2 separate regions of the Gossypium hirsutum genome follow, and region 2 is linked to region 1. A link is a contact called in public Hi-C data. All regions are on one chromosome and are shown on one strand. Each heading gives the region's core, a stretch centred on a gene start, on an enhancer-like site or on the middle of the called end of the contact. The rest is flanking DNA. Distances are from core to core; before and after follow the strand shown.

The links. Hi-C and Micro-C count contacts between places; a contact is called where the count stands out from the background.
Region 2: a contact with region 1 is called in a Hi-C map of leaf, with 1.6 times the contacts expected there. The contact joins the promoter of LOC121224096 here to the enhancer-like site in region 1. A contact is called at or near these places in 5 of 34 Hi-C or Micro-C datasets (callus and leaf).

The regions. Positions count from the first base shown.
Region 1 is chrD12:30,192,104-30,196,186 of Gossypium_hirsutum_v2.1, reverse strand. No RefSeq gene overlaps it. Among protein-coding and RNA genes, the nearest start is that of LOC121224094, 52 kb to the left of the region's middle. Within about 2 kb of position 1,801, at least 7 of the 9 cell types and tissues checked have an H3K27ac peak or open chromatin away from gene starts, as enhancers often do. A contact at or near this core is called in leaf, where this site is marked.
Region 2 is chrD12:30,301,535-30,305,824 of Gossypium_hirsutum_v2.1, reverse strand. It overlaps LOC121224096, which reads right to left and starts at 2,442. Exons shown (of 7, transcript XR_005921586.1): 1 at 2,119-2,442; 2 at 1,941-2,039; 3 at 1,707-1,859.

The sequences.
Region 1 (4,083 bases), core at 552-3,051:
ATTTATATTAAATTACATTTATTATTTTAAATAATTATTATTTAATTAGTGTTACACTTATATATTAATTAAAATTAAAATTTAATATTATAAATTTATAAAAACCGTTACTTTCATTCAAGTAAAAACCAGTTGATAATATTATTTGATTTCTTCGACAAATAACATGTATTTAAATCAAAACATTTTTCAAATGATTATTACTTGAATCATGGAGATCACAGTGGCAGGAACACTTGATAGTTCGAATAACGGTGTCGGAAGGGAAACAAAGAAAGTTTGAAGGAGATCGGAGGTTACTACAGAGTCGGACGACCTTACGGTTGATGGTAATGGAAGACAGGTTCCAGATCCGGAATGGCTAAGGCTTCATACAAGGCCACGTTGTTGGGCATGGCTCAGAATTTGGACCAAACAGATAGGATGGAAGAGGTCTTCGAGCTTTAAGAGGGAGATGTGATAACGGAGGTGGTAGATGGAATACCGTTTATTACCTTTTCGAATCGTGTTCATAAGTTTATTGAGCGGAATATGTCGAAAACACTGATTGTCAAACTTTTGGGCAGTAGAATCAGGGATTTAAATAGCAGTTCGTTATTAAAATAGCGGTCGTTATATAGCGGTAGCGGCACCGTCTGAAACCGTTATTGTCGAAACTGCTATTATATTTTACAATAAGTTGTTTTAAAATTCACGACCGCGATATTCGCAATGACCACAATAGCATCCGTTATGTCCGCAAGTGCGATAAACGCAATGCGACCGAAAACGCAACTGCGACCGCAATTGAAATCCGTACGTAGAATAGGTTTTCATGCTTTGCTTAATAAGATTAATACAATGTGGAAGCCTTTGAATCCTGTTCAGCTAATGGACTTGGAGAAAGATTTCTACCTTGTTCGTTTTAACAATGAGAAAGACTATAATAGTGCTGGTAGGACGTCCGTGGGTAGTTTATGGAACAGTGCACCCTTGGTCACTGGATTTTTCTACCGCCAATACTGGAATTGATGTATTGGATAAGACTACCAGGTTTACCAGAAGGCTATTACTCCGAATTTTTTGCTTCGTGCCATCAGGCAAGCTATTGGCCCGGTTATGAAACTAGACACTCACATAGACTTTGCCAGGAGGGGCAAGTTTGCGCACTTAGCTGTTTGTGTTGATCTTAAGAAACCGTTGGTACCCAAAGTAAAGATCAATGGCCGGACATAGCGTGTTGAATATGAATCATTGTTGAACGTTTGTTTTAACTGTGGTCTCTATGGTCATAGTGTTGAAGGATGTGAGAGAATGAAATCTTCATCATCTGATATTGGTAATGGTAGTGCTTCCGTGGTTGATGAAAAATAAGAGCTAGAAAAAAAGAGTTGAAGAAGAGAGCTTTGGTTCATGGATGTTGGTCAAACGTCGGCAAAGAGGGAAAGGTCGGAGCAGCGGGGAAACAAGGAACGTAATTCAGGGAATGATTCCAGAACAATCATGATTTGCTGTAGTGGAAGAGAATCTGGTTAATGATGATGGCGCATTTAATGGCTTTGACAAACCGACAGAACAAATAAATATAAATGAAAATGAGTGTGATGTAAGGGTGTCATCCATCAAAGGATCTGCTGGCCCAAGAAGAAATAAGTCGAATGCTAAAGGTAAAGGATTTTTGTTAGGGAATGGGTCCAAAGTGGGCTTTTAAATTTTGAGGCTTATCAATAAGAATATTGGGTCTTCAACTGGAATGGGTCAGAGGCCCACGAATGTTAATTTTGGCCTGAACACCAGCAAGGCTGCTGGGGGTGAGCAAATCATGGGTTTCCAACCAATTACTTTAACAGCCAAGTTAGATAAAACCAAGCATCAGGCATTCCGAGCAAGTAAACAGTGAGAAAGAGAACAGGGGGTTGCTCAAGTATAAAATGGGTATGGAGTTGGGCAAGGAGAATGGGGTTTTTCGTTTTAGGGTAGCTTCCAGTGGCATTCTTCAAGGGCCGCGAAATCAGTTATTGGTCTAAGGGATTGCCCAACATCATAAATCGCCAGATGATTCTTTGAATAAATCGATAGTTGCTACGGTGGATTTAGTGGCAGCTATGGAGGGTATAATCTCTGGGTTGGAGCAGGGACATGCAATCACAGAGACAATAGTTGACAATCCGAAAGATGATGAGTAGATGGGTACTACGGTTCCTACTAACGCCAAGGATATTTGTTAAAACGCAATCTGTTGTTGGGTTTTTTTTTTCGCTCTGCTTTATATGGACACAAATATTATTTTTTGGAATTGTCAAGGTACAAGACATCCGCGTTTTCATAAGTTTGTTTCTGAGTATCGGAAAGAGTTTTAGCCAGAGATCATTTGTCTTTTTGAAACTCGGACAAGTGGTACGCGAGATGACAGAATTATTTCTAAATTTGGAATGGCTCAATCTTGTAGGATTAAAGCTAATGGTTTTGCCGGTGGAATATGGATTCTGTGGAATGAGACAGGTTTAGTTGATATTTTGGCTATTCATCCTCAAATGGTCCACATGAAAGTTTGCAGCGAGATTAACTCTTCTAGTTTTCTATGCACAGTGGTTTATGCTAGCCCGTAACAAAAGAAGAGGAAGGATCTCTGGTATAACTTGGATGTTATGGAAAATTCGATTTCAAAATCGTGGCTAATTGTTGGTGATTTTAACTCGGTGTTAGATGGTTCGGAGAGGGTAGGAGGTGTTGTTCAGGCACGACTTGGTTGTAAGTGGTTTCAGTCTTTCCTGTTTGACAATAAGATTTGGGATTTCGGTTATAATAGTCCTCAATTCACATTGAGTAGAGGGAACCTGTCTCGGAGAGTTGATCGGGCCATTTGTAATTCAGAGTGGGACTTCTTTGCGCCAAACTGTATGGTCCGTAATCTTTATCGGCTGAAATCCAACCATTGTCCAATTTTGGTCTCTCTAAGCCTGATTGTTCAAAGGGATTGTCGCTCGTTTCAGTGTCTAACTAGTTGGATGCTACATGCCGAGTTTAAAGACCTTGTAAGGAAAACTTGGAGAAATGATATAGGGATTGAAAGGAATTTAGAATGTTTTCAAAATGTGGTGCAAGATTGGAATAAACGATTTTACAAAAACATCTTTGTGCGTAAAAGGAAACTTCTAAATTGAACAGGGTGCAAAAAATTCTAGATTTAATGTCCTCGTTGTGTCTCCATGAACGTGAATTAAACTTAGGCCAGGAGGTTGAAGAAATTTTAAATCATGAAGAACTAATGTGGTTCCAAAAATCTAGATTGAAATGGCTTAAATATGGAGATAAAAATACAAGTTATTTCTATGGACGCACTCTAGCAAGATGAAGAAGGAATAAGATTAAAGGGTTGAAGGTTCGAAATGACGAATGGTGTTTTGATGATGATTCTTTGAAACATGTGGTGAACTACTTCAAAGACCTGCATACAACAGAGTATCCGATCAATGGTTATCCTCCTAGCCAAGGTAAGTTCCCACTGATACCCACGGCTGATATGGAATGTTTGATGTTGTCTATCATACGCAGAGCTATTTTTAGTATGGTACCCTTGAAGGCTCAAGGAACTGACAAGTTCCATGCTAAATTCTATCAGGAAAATTGGGATATTGTTGGTAGCTCGATCTGTTCTATGGTTCGGCAAATCATGGGAAGTGCATCTGTAGATCCTATGATTAATAGAACCCTGATTGTTCTATTGCCGAAAGTCCAAGTCCTGTAGATAATATCTTAATTTAGGTCGATTAGCCTATGTACGATGGCTTATAAGATCATCATGAAAACGATTGTAATTAGGCACTGATGCCTTTGATGATGAAGCTCACTAATCAGAACCAAGCTAGCTTTGTTGCAGGGAGGTTTATCACTAATAATATTGTAGTTGCTCAGGAAGTTGTACACTCTATAAAAGGTTTCAAAGGTCGAAAATATGGGATGGCTTTAAAAATCAATTTAGAGAAGGCGTATGATAGAGTCAGGTGGGATTTTTGGAAGACGCACTTTTGAAGTGGGTCCACCAAGACTATTGGTATCTGTGATTATGAAGTGTGTTTACTCTACATCTCTCCATATACTATG
Region 2 (4,290 bases), core at 1,193-3,692, 110 kb before region 1:
TTTACGCACTCTAATTTAGGTTTAGTTTAGATGGGTGGTGTGTTTAGCTCCGATAAGGTTAAAAACAGCGGTGGCGGTGAGATTAGTTATTGTAGTAGTGAGATTGAATACTGTAGCGGTGAGATTAGAAACAGCGGTAGAGTATGTGTTTGGATTCAAATCCAGCTGTGGCAGTAAAGTGAGAATAGAAAATGACTTTTAAGAACATCAAATTAGAATTGATATATATCAAAAGTTTTTTAAATTATTTTACTTTTATAAAATTATTAAAGCATGTGAATTTATAAATTCACTTAATAAAATATTAAAATGTATCTTTTGATATTTTATTTATTATCCTATAAATTATCATATTTGTATTTATTTAAATGATAGTTATAACCTTAAAACACCTTAATTGTTATTTACTTATTATCCTATAAATTATAATATTTATTAATTTATTATATAATATAAGTATTTATCCAACCTAATCTAGAGATAAATTGCTTGGGCTTTTCAAATATTAAAAGGGAAAGAAAAGGTTAAAAACAATAGAAATGGCCATGGGTAAAATTAGAAAAAAGGCCTGCGTTGAGTGCACTGAAGCAAAAAGCATCAGTGAGCAACTGGAAGTGTAACACAGTGAGAATCAATTCAGTGGGCAACTGCAGGTATTATCCAAACACCTCATCAGTGAGATTGAATTAAAAAAGTGGTTCAAACACATTGAAAGGAAGCCTTAATCTTAGAAAATATTAAAAATCTATTCAAAAGTAAAAGGTTATTCTAATATTATTAAATATATGTGTATATATATATAAAATACAAGAATTGAAGCTTTCAAGATTTAAGAAAACCAAGTGAACGTTGAATGAAGGAGAAAATTTTTATTATTCTTCCATCATCTTTTTATTTTAATTTGTTTTATAACTTTGAATAATATCATTTTTACTACACCTAGCGTGATATTTACTTTCGTGTATTTGACATGGCTTTATAATCTTTTAGTTGTGCCTTTTCAAGCGTGATTTTTGAGAAAATCCTTCTTTTTGGGATTAAACATGAAACCTAATTTGTTCATCTTTTATCAAAATTTGAGGTTTCAAAAAGTTTAAATTCTACTATTTTTCAAATTTTAAACAATAAATGCATTATTATATGTGATTGTAATTTGCTTCAAAATTGAAATTTTAATCTTTAAAAATATATAAATTTAAAATGAGAGACTAAACCTAGCATAATTGAATTTAACCAACTAATTTTATTTGTTATTGTTTGGGTAGAGACTAAAATTATTGTTTTTTGAATTACTCTAATTATTAAAAAATATATTTGTAAATCTTTTTAAATTACATTCTTACTAGTTCGAATTTCAAATTTGCAGGAACGGAAAACTATGCCTAAAGTTGCCATGTGTAAAGCAAGTCAGCTCATGAAGAAATTGCTTGGGGATTTTAATTTTTACCTTTACATTAAGCAAAGAACAAGGTAGAAAAAGTGAACACAATGTTTAAACCATTACAAACCATATCCAATTTCTGTGTTATTCCAGGACCACAACATTTACTATAACATAAGCAAAGTTGGTCAACATCACGTGTTGATCTAACAACCCTCACTTCGATTCGGTTTGGATGAAACAAAGACCTGATCATATGCACATCATTAAACAGATGGCCCTTTTAATTCTTTCTATTTGATAGAATTAAGCCCTAAATGAATACCTGATCATCTTCCAGGGTCGGAATCCAGTCATTAGTTGCTGGGTTGCTTTTGAAGATAGGCTTGCTGATTGCATCCTGCCCACTTTCCAGTTGAATATCATATCCATTTCCTTCACCTCCTTCTTTCATCACTCTTATGAACCCACTTCCTGTCTGTCATCCATAACCAAAAAACAAAACCCAATGAGAAATAAAATCACAAAGACACTGCAGTGTTCAGACAAAAACAACAACCGTGTGATGCTGTTTGTCAATGGAATTCATCTCCCTGTAATACTGTGTCTCCACAAACTCCTCTTGTTCCACTGTAGCTCCCCCCTCTGAGATCTTCGCCTATGAAAGCAAAACAAAGAGCTGACCCCAAAACTTGAAAGACAAAGATGAGGGGGTACAAGGTTAAGGAATTGCGTACCTGAGATTGAGATTGAAGGGACCGTAACTTGTCAAGCTCGGGTATGTTTTGGTCCACATCTGAAGGGGGATTGGAGGATGTCAAATCCGGTTCACTCCGGTTGGGTTTGGTGGGTCGTTTTGGGACCATCGAATCGAACTGAGCTCTGACCTGGTTGGTGATTCGTTGTTGTTGATCCGAGTCCAAAACTTCATCGCTCCGGCTTGGTTTAGTCGCCGTCCATTGACCCACCATCTTGATCTTTAATTATGTTTACTGCTGAGGTTATTGATTGAATGAGAATGAGACTCTTGGTGGTGGAAAGGGTCAGCAACCTAATTAATATAGAGTGAATATAAAAATCGAAACTATGGGCTATAAATACCAGGTACATCTTTCTTACTAGATCAGGCCGAATGTTTAAATTTACCTTTTCTTTTGTAATATCATTTTCATTTGAAAATTAAAAATTTTAAGCAAACGACACCTCATCTTGACAATTGTGAAGGATCTCTTTGATCCTAAACTCTTCTTCAATTTCATCGGTCAAAGCTTCAGCTTCTCCATAGCTATAATTTAAAATTTGTTGAAAAGAGAGAGAGATTGAGGATTTTCATGAGATGAGATTGTGTTTTGTTGTAAATATATATATAATAATTTTAAAAAATATATAAAAATAAAAATATTTATGTATTTATATATTAATTTTTTTAAGAATTAGGATCAAAATGATTAATTGTAATTTTGAGAGTTATGTTTTTAAAATTATGATTAAATCAATATAATAAGTAAAAGTTAATAACTAAATTTGTTATCATATCGATTTTATAACTGTTACGTCATCCTCCAATTTGGTACTTAATGGAAATGGTTCAAAAAAAAACCCGATTAGTTGAGTGACCAATTTAAAAAAACAATTATAGTTAAGTGACAAAAAAAGAAACGTACCCATAGTTGGGTGACCTATAGTGTAGTTTACCCAAAATTTTATAAAATTTCCAGGTGATGACATAATACAAACTTAGAATGTTACATACAATGTTCTAATAGCCGAACCTGTAGTTGAATTAGTCTGACCGTTGGTTCTCGATCCAACCAGTTTGATCGGTTCAACTACTAGACTAAAAATACTTAAATAAATAATTAAAAATTCATAATTTTTTTTAAAAAAATTATTAAACTGGTTCAACCTGTTCAACTACTAGTTTTCGTCCTAATTTTCAATTTTACCAGTTCTGAGCAATTTCTGATTCAATCAATTCAACCTATTTGTTTGGACCAATATAGGGATCGGTTCTCGGTTTAATCGATCCGACCGATCAATCCAGTCATGTTCCAAGAACACTAGTCACATCATCAAATCTTGATGGAATCCAAGTCTAATAGCCGAACCTGTAGTTGAATTAGTCTGACCGTTGGTTCTCGATCCAACCAGTTTGATCGGTTCAACTACTAGACTAAAAATACTTAAATAAATAATTAAAAATTCATAATTTTTTTTAAAAAAATTATTAAACTGGTTCAACCTGTTCAACTACTAGTTTTCGTCCTAATTTTCAATTTTACCAGTTCTGAGCAATTTCTGATTCAATCAATTCAACCTATTTGTTTGGACCAATATAGGGATCGGTTCTCGGTTTAATCGATCCGACCGATCAATCCAGTCATGTTCCAAGAACACTAGTCACATCATCAAATCTTGATGGAATCCAAGTCCATTTAACATAATGAATCTAATTGTCAAGTTTAGGGGCAAATAATTATATTATCCTTTTTTTTAATTTGTTCAACAAATCAACTTATATTCAAGTTTGACATTTTTAATATGCTATTTGTGTTCTTTTATTCATTGTGGTACTTGTATTTTTCAAAAGTTATATATTTAATATTCAAAGATAACGGTGTTAATATTTTACTGGTCAATTGAGTTTTAAGATTAATTTGATGAAAAATAATTGTTAATATTATTATGTTTGATTTTCATGATTTTGTTAATAGAATAAATTAAGTGTTAATTGTGAATTTGTTTATTTTGTTGAATATAATATGATTACCATAACTTTTCAAGTTTCAGGGTAGATTTGATGAAAACTAATTGCTAATATTATATTAGTTAATTATGAATTTTCATTACATCAACCCTAAAGCTCGAATTAAACACTAAAAGGTTAACGTTGTTATTTTCAAGTATCA